2 separate regions of the Bos taurus genome follow, and region 2 is linked to region 1. The links are chromatin contacts, called in public Hi-C maps. All regions are on one chromosome and are shown on one strand. The core of a region is the stretch at or near the end of the contact, and the rest is flanking DNA. Distances in the headings are between cores, read along the strand shown. Region 1 holds the start of UTP14A (UTP14A small subunit processome component). Region 2 has its middle 14 kb from the start of ELF4.

Region 1 (6,588 bases), core at 1,138-3,637:
ACATCTTCTGGATCATAGAAAAAGCAAGAGAATTCCAGAAAAACATCTTCTTCTGTTTCATTGACTACACGAAAGCCTTTGACTGTGTGGATCACAACAAACTGTGGAAAATACTTAAAGAGATGGGAATACCAGACCACCTTACCTGCCTCCTGAGGTGCAGGAGATCAAGAAGCAACAGTTAGAACTGGACATGGAACAGTGGACTAGTTCCAAATTGGGAAAGGAGTATGTCAAGGCTGTATATTGTCATCTTGCTTATTTAACCTAAATGCAGAGTACATCATGCGAAATGCTGGACTGGATGAAGCACAAGCTGGAATCAAGATTGCAGGGAGAAATATCAATAATCTCAGACATGTAGATGATAACCACCATTATGGCAGAAAACAAAAAGCAACTAAAGAGCCTCTTGATGAAAGTGAAAGAGGAAAGTGAAAAAGCCAGTTTAAAACTCAACATTCAAAAAATTAAGATCATGGCATCCAGTCCCATCACTTCATGGCAAATAGATGGGAAACAATGGAAACAGTTACAGACTTTATTTTCTTGGGCTCCAAAATCACTGCAGATGGTGGCTACAGCCATAAAATTAAAAGATGCTTGCTCCTTGGAAGAAGTAAAAGTCACAGTCGTGTCCAACTCTGCGACACCATGGACTGTAGTCCATGGAATTCTCCAGGCCAGAACACTGGAGTGGGTAGTCTTTCCATCTTCCAGGTACATGGAAGAAATGCTATGACAAACCTAGACAGCATATTAAAAAGCAGAAACATTACTTTACCGACAAAGGTCCATCTAGTCAAAGCTATTGTTTTTCCCAGTAGTCATGTATGGATGTGAGAGTTGGACCATAAAGAAAGCTGCGTACCAAAGAACTTCTGCTTTTGAACTGTGGTGCTGGAGAAGACTCTTCAGAGTCCCTTGGACAGCAAGGAGATCAAACCAGTCAATCCTAAAGGAAATCAGTCCTGAACATTCACTGAAGCACTGATGCTGAAGCTGAAACTCCAATACTTTGACCACCTGATGTAAAGAAGGAACTCACTGGAAAAAGACCCTGATGCTGGGAAAGATTGAAGGCAGGAAGAGAAAGGGACAACAGAGGATGAGATGGTTGGATGGCATCACCGACCTGATGGACATGACTTTGAGCAAGCTCTGGGAGTTGGTGATGGACAGGGAAGCCTGTCCTGCTGCAGTCCATGGGGTCACAAAGAGTCAGACAGGACAGAGGGACTGAACTGATACAAGTGTTAAAGGCTTAAGAGCACATGGTATAAACAAAGAGCACCGAGTACAGAACCTAAGGAACATCATCATTTAGGGAGTTCGTACATAAACGGTATCCAGCAGAGAAGACGTTGGGAAATGGTCATAAAGCTAAGATACCAGGAGAGTGGAGTCACGGGAGCCCAGGATGGAGTTGCAACCATGACAAAATTGTCTTTAACCCCAGTAGAAAGTAGGTTGTATAAGGCCATGGAACATGTTTGTTTTATTCACCAGTGTATCGCCAGTGCCAAGGGGCCTGGCATACAGTAGTTACTCAAAAACATTCCCTGAATATCCCTAAGAACACAAACCAACAGTATCTAATACCACAGACTTCTGGGAAGACAAAGACCGAGAAGTGTCCCTTTTATTTAGTAACAAGATGATCTTGTCCAGAATAGTTTCAGCGGAACGGTGGGGGTGAAAACAAAATGGGAGTGGCTTCGAAAAATAAGTGTCTTTTTCCGTGTATTACTTTTCTACTTTTAATTAAAGAAAAATTCTTAAAGGTTGACGGGAGAGGAGGAAGTTGCAGTCACAGACACAGCCCATTCTTGAATGAAACTTTGTTATGTAGGAAGTAGGAACCCAGAGCTGCAATTACAAGGGGGCGCGGGGTGACAAAGGATTTTTTCCTTAAGAGGGCAGGAAACTTGCTTTGTTGTCCACCGGCGGATCGCCAGGACCTTAGCACAATGCTGGCCACTTCCCCGGCGGTCAATAACGCCTCGAGCTGGCTGGCGGCAGGCTCGCAGGACGCTGTCGATCACCGACAGACGCTGGAGCCTCTCCTTTTGGATCAGGCAGAGCCACGAAGGCTCAGCCAGGTCCCCGACAGCGAGGCACACTCCTGCTAACCTCACCCGCCCGGGCCGCCTGGAAACCCGGGCCAGGGAAGAAGGACGCGGACGCGTCAAAGAGCTGAGAGGTGGGTGGGGAGAGCAGAGCTCCACCCGCTGACAGGATTTTTCCTCCAGACTCCCGATTCCCCGCGGGCGCCTCCCAAACTGCTTAGTTCCTTGCACACCTCGGGGCGGGCCGGAAGTGACGCCACTAGTCGCGCGTGATTGGCGGAAGCCTAAATTGCTTTGCGGCCGGTACGGAAATCTTTCCTTTCGACTTCCGCTCCTGGTCCATGTGAGACAGGCTGCTGAGATGAACGCGAACCAGGCTGCGGAGAGGTGAGGGGTAGCGATCCGGGGCGGGGAGGGGGGAGGGCAGGGTCTGAGCCTCGCTGGGGGTCGGTTTTCCCGGCTCTTGAGAAACAGAGGCCATCTTTTAGCTGGCGACAGTTGTTCCCCTCCCAGGATCTCACCATTCGTTACTGTTTCCATGATCCATCCTTTAAAGCCCTATTAATTTAATTCGCCCCCTCCGCTCTCCATCTTCTTAGTCTCATCCCTGTTGATCCTGTTGCGGTTTCTCCCGCTCCAGAGAAGTTAATATGTAGCACTTTCCTCATCACGTGACTCCTTTTGATGCCGCTGGTGCGGAGCGTTTCCGCCTACTGCGCAGGCAGTGACTTTGTTATAAACTCGCCTTATCTTGGAAACCTTTGTTAATTGGAGTCATCCACGACATTTTAATTAAAGTGCCTGCTTTGCTGAGCAAGCTCCAGCGGCTTTCTTCCAATTCCCTGTTTTTCGATTTCGGAGAACAAGTGATCAAGATGTCACTTTTGAGTAAGCAGCACCTATACAGGTGTCTTCCATGTGGCGGATGCTTAGAAATATTAATGGTGAAGTTGCCTTGCCTCAAGGGGCAGCAACAGCATCTTCTGCCACCTTACCTAGGGTCTGACATTTTTATAGCCTCCCAGAGGTCCGTGGGAAATGCAGTGCTAATCAGTCACTGAAGAGTGTTAGATCTTTCCATTTTCATGCAGTTCTGTATGGGTATTACTAACACTGCTCACCTTTTAACAGGTGATGCCTGCCTTCTGCAGTCCAGATTTGATGTCTTGGAAAACTTCCAAAGATGCTCAATACTACTTGGTTTGCACCTCTTCCAGGGGATAAGACTATTCTGTACTGAGAACTGAAGTTATGTTTTAGAGATCATTTCAATATAAGAAAAATTCCTTCAAGTGATAGTATTTCTCTTTTATCTCCTTTAGCAACCTTCTGGCTTCGAACCAACAGAAAGAACTAGAGGATTTGCCAAAAGACTACCCCTTGAGCACTAGTGAAGATGAGGTGAGTGACACCTGCCAAACTGCCTTCTCCAGTTCCCTTCTGTTTCAAAATTAGGGTAAAGGGCACACTTCATGGAAGGAAAAGGGGTGGCAACATTGTTTATACTTGTTCAGGTCTCACAAATAAATTAGTTACAATTTTCCAAATTAGAGCATTCCTACTAAACCTAAGCCAAATGGCATAAAGCAAAGAAGTGATTACCTTAGGACATGCCCTGCTAATTAAAACACAAAATAAATCAAGATAAAGCATAGATGCTCACAAACACAGTTAAAGCTGCCTAAAGCTATGGCAGCTTGATGCTGAGATGCTAAGTGTAGTGTCTGGGGAGGGGGCTCAGTGGTGCCACTTGGAGTGTGTGTGCCATATGATTTCCCTGTTTCCAAGTTTGGATTTCCATAGAGAGTTACTTGATTTTCTGACTGAAATATACACATGCATAATTAAGCTGGGCAGCTGCTATAGGAATTCCAGCTCTTTATTCTCTTGAGAAAACTACTTAGATTGGCTTTTTTATGTCAAGGTTCCCATGTCAGATTACACTATATATTCTATACAGAAATATTATTCTCATGGCACTTTTCTTAAAACCAGTTAAGACAGAAGCATGGCATTAGCTCCTGGTTACTTAGGATCTATATTCCTTACAGTTGGGAAATTTCGGTTTTTGAAGCAGTTCTTCCTGTTTGAGCTGGAATGCCTGCACGCCAGACCTCATCTGATTTCCCAGTTCTCCACTGACCAAAAGAATGGGAGATTTTAAATGGGCCTCAATTTCCATACTGTCTTTTCCCTCCCCTCATCAATCTGATGGTTCTTCCTTTTTCTGTTTCCAGGGGGACAAAGATGAAGAAAGAAAGCATCAGAAGCTTCTGGAATCAATCAGTTCACTTAATGGAAAGGATAGGTAACATTCCCTTCAATATGGACATTTCTAACTAGCTGATTCCATGGGACTTATCTGCAGCTAACATTCAGTGCCGAAGACAACATTTTTCAGCATCATTCTTAAGAGCATGTACTTTGGAGACTGTAGGTAAATCCTCTGCACATCGGCTTCTTCAAATAGAAAATAAGATTGACATGTCCCAAAGTCACTCGAATAAGTGGCAGATAGGGTATTCATATCCAGACATGTTTGAATCCAAGTCCAATACCTTTTTCACTATGCCTGCCTTGCATTGCCTTGTGTTTTTGAGAGGCTGTTTTCATTAAGAGATGGTTAAACTACTGGGTCCAGCTTAGGAATAGATTTCCTGGTTATTTTGTGACAAAACCTAATTCTAGAATAAATATGAAACGAAAGCATTGTTTGAAGAGAGGTGTTTGTTCCCCAGCAGACTGTATCCATTCTCTATGTATTCTGTTTTGCTTAATTTCAGGCAGAAATTGGCTGATAGGTCTGAGGCTAGTCTGAAGGTGTCAGAGTTCAGTGTAAGTTCTGAAGGTAAGTTAACAAAGGAAACTGTCTGCATGGACCTTGTGGAATTCCAAAAGCATAATGGTCTACTTCCCCTTGGTGCCCTCTTTCCAACTATTTTTGATGTGGTTAGTGAATCATACCATACATACTTACCCATGAGTGAATGAAGAAGGGTAATCGGATGCTCTTGAATTTCTTCCATTTCTAAAAGAAAATGAAAAGGCCACAGTCAAGATCTGCCATAGAGCTTAATGAGCTAACTGTATCTAAGGTTTTTTTTTCCCTTATGCACGCTCACCCAAGAACCAATTTTTACCCCTAGGTGGGGAAATGGTATCACCCCAATTGAGAATATATGATCTAATAAATAACAGAGTTGAGATTTTCACTTGACACTGAGTCTAGGTGCCAAATATTTCCCACTGTATTCACAACTTAGGCAACCTGAATGAGTTAGGCACTTCTAGTAATCATTAATGTAACCTTTCAGCACTGGTAACAATGTATTCTCCCAGGCTTACCCATTCAGCAAATACTGTACCTCTACTATGTATGAGTTTCAGGATTGGTTTAGATACAGAGTAAAGAATAAGTGATGGACCTCCTGGGGCTTACATTCTAAGGCAGTGAAACAGTAAGTGAATTATAACAAAATGATACAGTCAGGTGACTAAGCGGCTACTTTCCTTTGGCTAGGCATGAATGAAATCCCTCTGAAGAGGCAAAACTTAAACTGAGATCTGAATAACAAGAAAAGTCAAGCATGCAGAGACAGGGAGTAGTGTTCCAGGTGAGGGACCAGCTGGTGCAAAGGCACTGAGAGAGATAACATGGTCAGCATGTTTGAAGAAGAGGAGCAAGGTCAGTGTGGCTGGACCATCCTCCACTTACGGATAACTTGAGGTTGGAGAGGCAGACAGGGTGGTGGTTTAGTCACTAAGAATCGTGTCCAACTCCTGTGATCCCATGGATTGTAGCCTGCCAGGCTCCTCTGGGGAGAAGGCAATGGCACCCCACTCCAGTACTCTTGCCTGGAAAATCCCATGGATGGAGGAGCCTGGTAGGCTGCAGTCCATGGGGTCGCTAGGAGTCGGACACGACTGAGCGACTTCACTTTCACTTTTCACTTTCATGCATTGGAGGAGGAAATGGCAACCCACTCCAGTGTTCTTGCCTGGAGAATCCCAGGGATGGGGGAGCCTGGTGGGCTGCGGTCTAGGGGTCACACAGAGTCAGACACAACTGAAACGACTTAGCAGCAGCAGCATCAGGCTCCTCTGTCCATGGGATTCTCCAGGCAAGAATACTGGAGTGGTTTGCCATTTCCTTCTCCAGGGGATCTTCCCGACCCAGGAATCAAACCTGTGTCCCCTGCATTGCAGGCAGATTCTTGACCCACTGAGCTGTGAGGATGATGGGGAGTCATTGGAGGATTTTCTGCAGGATCATGACATCCTGTGATTTACAGTTTCAAAACACTGGCTGCTGTGTGAAGAATGAATTCCAGTGGGCAAGCGTGGAACCAGAAAGACCAGGAGAAAAGCAAATGATCGTTTTAAATAGTTTTCTGTCTTCTACACTTCAACATGTTTGGGGATGTAGGAAAGCAGTGCCATCACACTGGCTAGTGATGGAAGTAAGAGGGCTATTCCTGCTTCCCTGCACACCTGCCTGGCTACCAGCACTTTCTGCTGA
Region 2 (6,588 bases), core at 1,260-3,759, 120 kb after region 1:
AGCTATGCTCTTGGGATCTCTCACTGTGGCTGCCGTGTCTGGAGAGCCATGTCATGTACCAGCCAGGGGGTCTGTCTGTCTGGCCAACAGGAATCCAGCCATCCTGCCCCAGGAGTGACCCCTGAGTTGCTCAGATGGAGGAGCAGCATTAATCCTCCCAATTGGCTTTCATTCCCCACCTCCTGATCCTGAGGCCTCGAGGCTTCCCAAACAACACCTGAGGCCACGTGGTGAATGCGAGGATCCAGCTAAGCCCAGGATGCTTTGGGAGCTCAGCTGGATGGGCTAGGGCACAGAGGTGGTCAGAAGTAATGCCTAATTGACAAGTAGCAAAATGGGAATTGGGGTGGCAGGGAGGAACCCTTGAACTAAGGGGACATCTGAGCACAGGCTTGGAGACAAAGAAGAAGGGTAGTATGTGCAGGAAACTACAACTCCAGTCTCACTGCAGCTGGAAGGTACAGGTGGGGAAGGAGAGTGTAGGAGCCCTGCCAGCCATGCCAAGGAGTATGGCTTTGACTTTTGCCTGAGGTGATGGGGAACCATGAGAACTCTAAACCAGGTAGTGACAGAGGTTTTTCCTTTTTCTTTTAATACATTGGTAAAATATGTTGGAGGTAGGACAGGCAGAGGGAGGGGAAAAGGTGATTGCCTGATTCAGAACAAAGGATGAAGGGAGAGCTTTAGGGGTATAAGGATTTCCATTTAGAGCAGGATGGAGATGCAGTGGGCAAAGTCAGAGTGATTGCAAAGGAATAGGTGATGGTCCTTTGCGACTCCTGGACAGCCCTGGGCGTTTGAGTGTGTGGGCTTGCACACACCCCTTTATTTCTCTGGAGAAAGGAAGTGAGTTGAAAGCCACACCAAACAGCAGTTTCATATTTCCTTGCTTTTGGGCTCCCTTCTCCACACCTTTCCTGGAGCCTTCTCACTGCTCTTCTGCCAGAGTGGGAAGACCAAAAATGGAGGAATGGGGGGTGAATCCCATAAAGCAGGAGATGAGTTTGCATTCCCGGGTTCGGACTGGGGAGAGGACGATCACCTCTTATTAAATGATCTAATCCTTTTCAGTGCGGTCTCAGGGAAAGAGCTAGCCCACCACTTCCCACCTAGGCTTATAGCGGGTGAGAGAGAACCTAGTATTTCGAGCCTTCATTATTCCATCTGCCAAATGGGGCCCAATTAACCGCCAATGGAAGAGAAACATACTGAGTAACCATGGCTGTTTAGCTGAAGTTAGTTCCTCCGACATGCTGAGGTCGCAAGCCTACAGTTGATGGTCTTACCAGAGTGCTTCTCTTTGAGGTGCTGGGTTCAGAGGGAGGCTCTCGGAGTCTCCATACTCCGAGAAAGGACGATCCGCTTTCACTGCAGCCCTATTTGGGTTGCGGGAGGGCGGCGAATTGGGCGGCAAACTCCTGCCCCTTGCATACTTTAACCCACGACGGGGAAGACTGCTGGGCATTTTATTGTGTCCCATTCCTGCTCTGGTGGCTCAGACGGTAAAGCGTCTGCCTACAATGCGGGAGACCCGGGTTCAATCCCTGCGTCGGGAAGATCTGGAGAAGGAAATGGCAACCCACTCCAGTATTCTTGCCTGGAAAATCCCATGGGCGGAGGAGCCTGGTAGGCTACAGTCCATGGGGTCACAAAGAGTCGGACACGACTGAGCGACTTCACTTTCACGTTCCCTGCTAAGACAAGTGCGTGTATGTGTTTAGGGAGGACGGAGTCCGCCCCAAGGGCAGTCTGCTTAGCAGCCAGCGGGAGGCGCCAAGTGCTCGGGCCTTCTGGACCCCGCCATGGGGCGGGGCGGGGCGGGTTCCACGTGTTCCCCTGGACCACGGGTTTCCCCGGTGAGGCGGACTGGCAAGCCGCAGCGTTGGGCAACCGGGCTCGGATGCCTCCCGGGCCGCGCGCTGGTCCCCCGTAGCTCAGAGTCTCGCCACGGGCGGTTGGGGCCCTCCGCGGGCAGAAGGCTGTCGCGGGCGCCTCAATTGCTCTCCGATTTCAAGGTTGAAAGCGGCGCTGCGTGTATCTGTAGCTAAAGGCAGGCTGCGGTGGGAGGTGGGCCAGGCCGGGAGCCCTGCGGCTGGTGGCTGCGGCCCGGGCTCACTCCCGCCACCCGGGAGAGAGTGCAGGCCGGCAACCGAGGCCAGGCCCGCCGCGTGCTCACCTGCTGGTCCTGGAGGCTACGGGTAGGGGGCGACGGGGGCGGGGCCAGGGCGCGACCGGCCAATGGGGAGAGGCTATTCGACTGTTAAATTCCCCCTGGAACGTGGAGGGGGAGGGGGCTGAGGGGAAAGTTCCAAGCTCCCGAGAAATGGAAGGCCTGCTTGGGAACCAGAGCCGCCCAGGGACAGTTTGGGGCGCAGAGTCAGGATAGAGGGACAGGAAGATGCCGGCTGCGGCCGCATCCGCCGGGAGCGGCAGGCCCCGCCCTGACCGCCTCTCCCTTCCCGGGCTCCGCTGGGCCACACGCCCGCCTGCGCTGGCTCCATAGCGCCACCTGCTGGACTCCGGCCGCGCGCCTGGCGTGCCGAGGCCGAGGCTCTCAAAGGACCGACCGCGTTGGCCTCCCTGGCCTGGGATGGCTGGGGAATGAGTTCACTCACTTCGGATCCAGCGGCTTTGGAGCCGGAGGCAACCGCCTCTTTAAAAATACATGATGGGGTCAGAGGAACGACGATCGTGAGAATCACTTCTTGTTCTGTCCCTCCTACCGGGGCTGACATTTCCACCACTCAAGTGACATTTCCACCCAGGTATGAGGAAATAGCGATGAGTCTGTCCCAGGAAGAAGGCAGCAGCGAAGGGCAGTTCAGAGCCGCCCCGGGCACCTAGTGACAGCAAGGCACTGCTGGAAGCAGCCTTGGGCTCCTGTTGTCCTGGGGTGGCCGCAGACATGGGCAAGGGAGGCAGCTGCCTGCCATGCTCTATGAGGGGTCGAAAGCCGTGGGAGGCCCCGTGTGGGTGTCCTTTCCCGGCCTCTCTGGCCTGCCTTAGTATAGCACTGGAATCTCATGATTAGAAACAGGACCCATTCATTCTTTTAATAAACATTTATTGAGCACCTACTGTGTGCCAGGCACTGTGCTAGGCGCTGGGGATACATCAGTGACTAACACACAGTCCCTGTCCTTGAGGAGCTCACAGTCTATTGGAGGGGAAACATACATAAACACATAGCTAAGGCGCTACCATGTGCTAAGTGCTACAATAAGAGGTATATACAAAGTGCTGTGGGAGCTCAGAGGAGGGAGTAATGCATCAGCTGTTGGGGGTGAGGAGCCAGTCTCTTGACTCCATCAGACTATTGCAAAGGCAGGGGTGCTGTTGCTCCACGACCCTGGTTGAAATGAACCTTTCTCCTGAGGCTCTCCTCTAGCCCTCTCCCATAACTACATCAGCACAGGTTAGTTTATCAGCTTAGCTAATTTAACACTTTGAATAGGAAAGAAACTGGACAGGGAAGTTTCTTGAGAGGCAGGGGATGTTCAAAGTAGTAACAACTCTTGGGTGCTAAGGCCAGGGGTGGGGTGGGGGTACCATGAGGGCACTGAGCCAGGGAGGGCCGGCCCTGGGCAGTGGAGCACCCGGGGTGAGTGTCTGTGCAGAGGGGAGGTCGGAGGTCACCTACCTCACTTTGGTCCCCCTCTCTCCCCAGCTCAATCAGTAACCGTCCGTTGACGCTCACTAGATGCTTCGTAGTGTGCCCTGCTACGGGCGACAGTCCCACTCCCCTCAGAAGGTAACACACTAACTGGGGAGACTACATAAGTCCAGGCCATTGAAGATTTAAGTAACAGTTTGTCATTATTATAGAGGCGATGTCACAGGCTGCTCACAGTCAGTTACCAAAGAATGGCACTTGCAACATATTTCGAATGAACTCACTTAAGGGTAGGCTGGTCTGGGGAGGCAGTGTCTATGAACTGAGCCTTGAAGGATGGGTATAATTTGATGAGTACTAGCGGGGTGGGACGGAGAAGGCAATGGCACCCCACTCCAGTACTCTTGCCTGGAAAATCCCATGGATGGAGGAGCCTGGTAGGCTGCAGTCCATGGGGTCGCATAAGCTTAACTGGACATGACTGAAGTGACTTAGCAGCAGCAGCAGCAGCGGGGTGGGAAGAGCATTGTGGTTGAGCAGAAGCAAGAAAAGTAAAAGTACAGAGGGAGGCAACTCCAACAGAAGCAGGTGCAAAGGTTAGTGAATCCATCCGTTTGACTGGAGCAATACAAGGGGTCAGGGGAGCAGTGGGAGGTGAATGGGGAAGTAGGCTAGGACGTGATGGTAAAGTGCAAAATACTCCTGGAACAACTGCCCTGAGCCATCAAGTGCTCCCAAATCCCTCCTCCAGGACCCCTGGATTGCCTTGTGAGTCAGACAATAAAGGGTTAATGCCCAGCCACTAAGAACAGATTGGAAGTTAAGGATTTTGAGTATTACCCCCATTTGTAGGCAGTGAGAAGCCCCAGGAGACTTTTTGGCAGAGGAAGAATAGAGCTGGTGCCCTGGCAGGTTGGAGGGGGTGACTCAGATCACACTGGGGGACTGCTGATATGTCCAGGGAAGGGGATAAGCTCTGGGGGAGGCTGAACAAGGCTGGAGGCTCTCTTCAAGTGTGGAAGAATGGCTGGATTGGAGAGACATGGCAAACCACACCGGACTTGAGGCAACGAGTAAGGGTCAGGGTCAAGTGAAGTGGCCAGCAGATGGCTCTGAAATGTCAAGCTTAGAAGGTCAGGACAATAACAGAAATAGGCAAGTCATGACAGCCTTTTTGTCTGGAATGGTTTTGTGTGTTGGAAGACTTCCAAAAATCCATTTTTGATAGAGGGACAATCTTTGAGGGTCTGACAATCATCTAGGTAGAACTATCCAGGAGAAATGTGAGCCAGAAGCTGAGAAGAGTAGGGGCTGGGCCTCTAGATTCCATACCCAACCTGAAGAGCCTCACTGGAGCCAGGAGGATGGCTGAGGCTCGTGGGGTGCCCACAGTGAATGTAGATGTGGATCTAGAAAGGGCACAGAGAGGGTGACAGAGGAAGGGGAAGTAGTGTCATGTGCTGTGAGGACTTACAAGGGGCCAAGAACTATGAAGAAGAAATTTGACATCATCTCCAGGGTATCAGTGACTTCAGATGAAGAGTTCTATGGGGTTCAGGTGAGGAGGCAGGGCCACTCCTAACCCATGTGGCACCTTTGTGTAAAGTTGTTTTCAAAGGTGACCCTTTCTCAAGATGTTTTGCTCTCCACCACCAGGAAGCTGTCATCATAAGCTGATTTTATTAGAAAAAGGGACATTAATGCCAAGTGCTGGAGACATGTAAGAAATATACCCGCACAACCATACATGGTTCCCTCCCAGGGTGGAGAAGGGGGAGAACAAGAGGTGAGAGAGCATGATAATGGGCTTGGCAGTGACCAGAAGGAGAGAGAGAGAAGGGCAACCAGGGGAGGTAGTGAGATCAAGTGGCTGGTTTTGTGTCAAGGACACAGCAAGGGTCCTGAGGCACCAATTCACAGTAACCACATTTACCAGATCCTATCGCTGTTTCTGAGGCTGACATAGTAGAGCTCTCAGCCTTGCTCCCAAACCTGGCAGGAGAGACAAAGGCAAATTCACAGAAGAGAGAGGAGGGGATCAAGGCCCCCTGCCGAGGGGTGGACTTTAAGAGATAACTGGCTGACCCCCTTCTCAGAAAGAGGAAAGGTGGAAGGAAGGCATGCGGAAGGACAGAAAGGACAGGAGCTCACAGGTTCAGGCCCCATCTTCGTGGAGGAGGAGTCAGGGTGAAGTGAGAAGGCTGGCCGTCAAGGACCTCGGCCCACTGGAGGAGGTCTACTGCAGCCATAGAGGGAGTGGGTACATGGGCAGATCTGTGAGGGGAATAGAAAGCAGGCTGACCAGCAAGGAGGCACGAGCAGGGACGGAGGCAGACCCCGAGCATGTGGTTACCCGACGTCCCCTGCACCGCCTGCCAGCAATGGATGGCAGGGGCGAAATTAACCAAGACGGAAGCCAGGATTTGGGATGCAGAGCAGGGTGGCCATGAAGGCTAGAATTACAGCCCAAGCCCTGGGTGCAAACATCCATTATTTAGCCCCCTTCCCCTGGGGACCTTGTGGCTGAGTCTAACCCTGGAGGGGCACAAAACACTCTGGGGAGATTAAGGATTTGGCCTGCTAGCAAATGACTGGTGGGCAATGAGGCTGAGCCCAAGAAGACCTCGGTCTAGCCTGTGGGGCTGCTCCACAGGGCTGAATTCCTTCCCTCTCTTCAGGGTTTTATCCCACATGGCTTTCTCCTTGTCCCCTACAATTCCGTCTTCCCCAACAAACACACCCATCAAAGCTCTCCTCCCCAGACCTACCCCAGCTCTGTGACATCTCTCCAGATTTGGGGGCTCAAACCTGTACCCCATAGTCTCAGAACAAATCTTGGCTTGTACAAAGGGAACTGGAGAATGCTTTCCCTCCAAACAAAAAACTCCCCATCTCTGTGGCTGACCTCCAGAGAGACACACACCCTTGAAGACCTCATAGCTACACCCCCATCCTCACCAAAGAAGACGCACAAG

Evidence for each region. Hi-C and Micro-C count contacts between places; a contact is called where the count stands out from the background.
Region 2: a contact with region 1 is called in a Hi-C map of skeletal muscle, with 2.9 times the contacts expected there. The contact joins the enhancer-like site here to the promoter of UTP14A in region 1. A contact is called at or near these places in 2 of 11 Hi-C or Micro-C datasets (liver and skeletal muscle).

What each region holds. Positions count from the first base shown.
Region 1 is chrX:13,918,449-13,925,036 of ARS-UCD2.0, forward strand. UTP14A (UTP14A small subunit processome component) reads left to right here and starts at 2,388. Exons shown (of 15, transcript NM_001034241.2): 1 at 2,388-2,456; 2 at 3,392-3,470; 3 at 4,307-4,377; 4 at 4,853-4,917. The coding sequence starts at 2,431.
Region 2 is chrX:14,038,657-14,045,244 of ARS-UCD2.0, forward strand. It overlaps a transcript of ELF4 not described here. Among named protein-coding and RNA genes, the nearest start is that of ELF4, 14 kb to the right of the region's middle. Within about 2 kb of position 2,510, at least 32 of the 102 cell types and tissues checked have an H3K27ac peak or open chromatin away from gene starts, as enhancers often do. A contact at or near this core is called in liver and skeletal muscle, where this site is marked.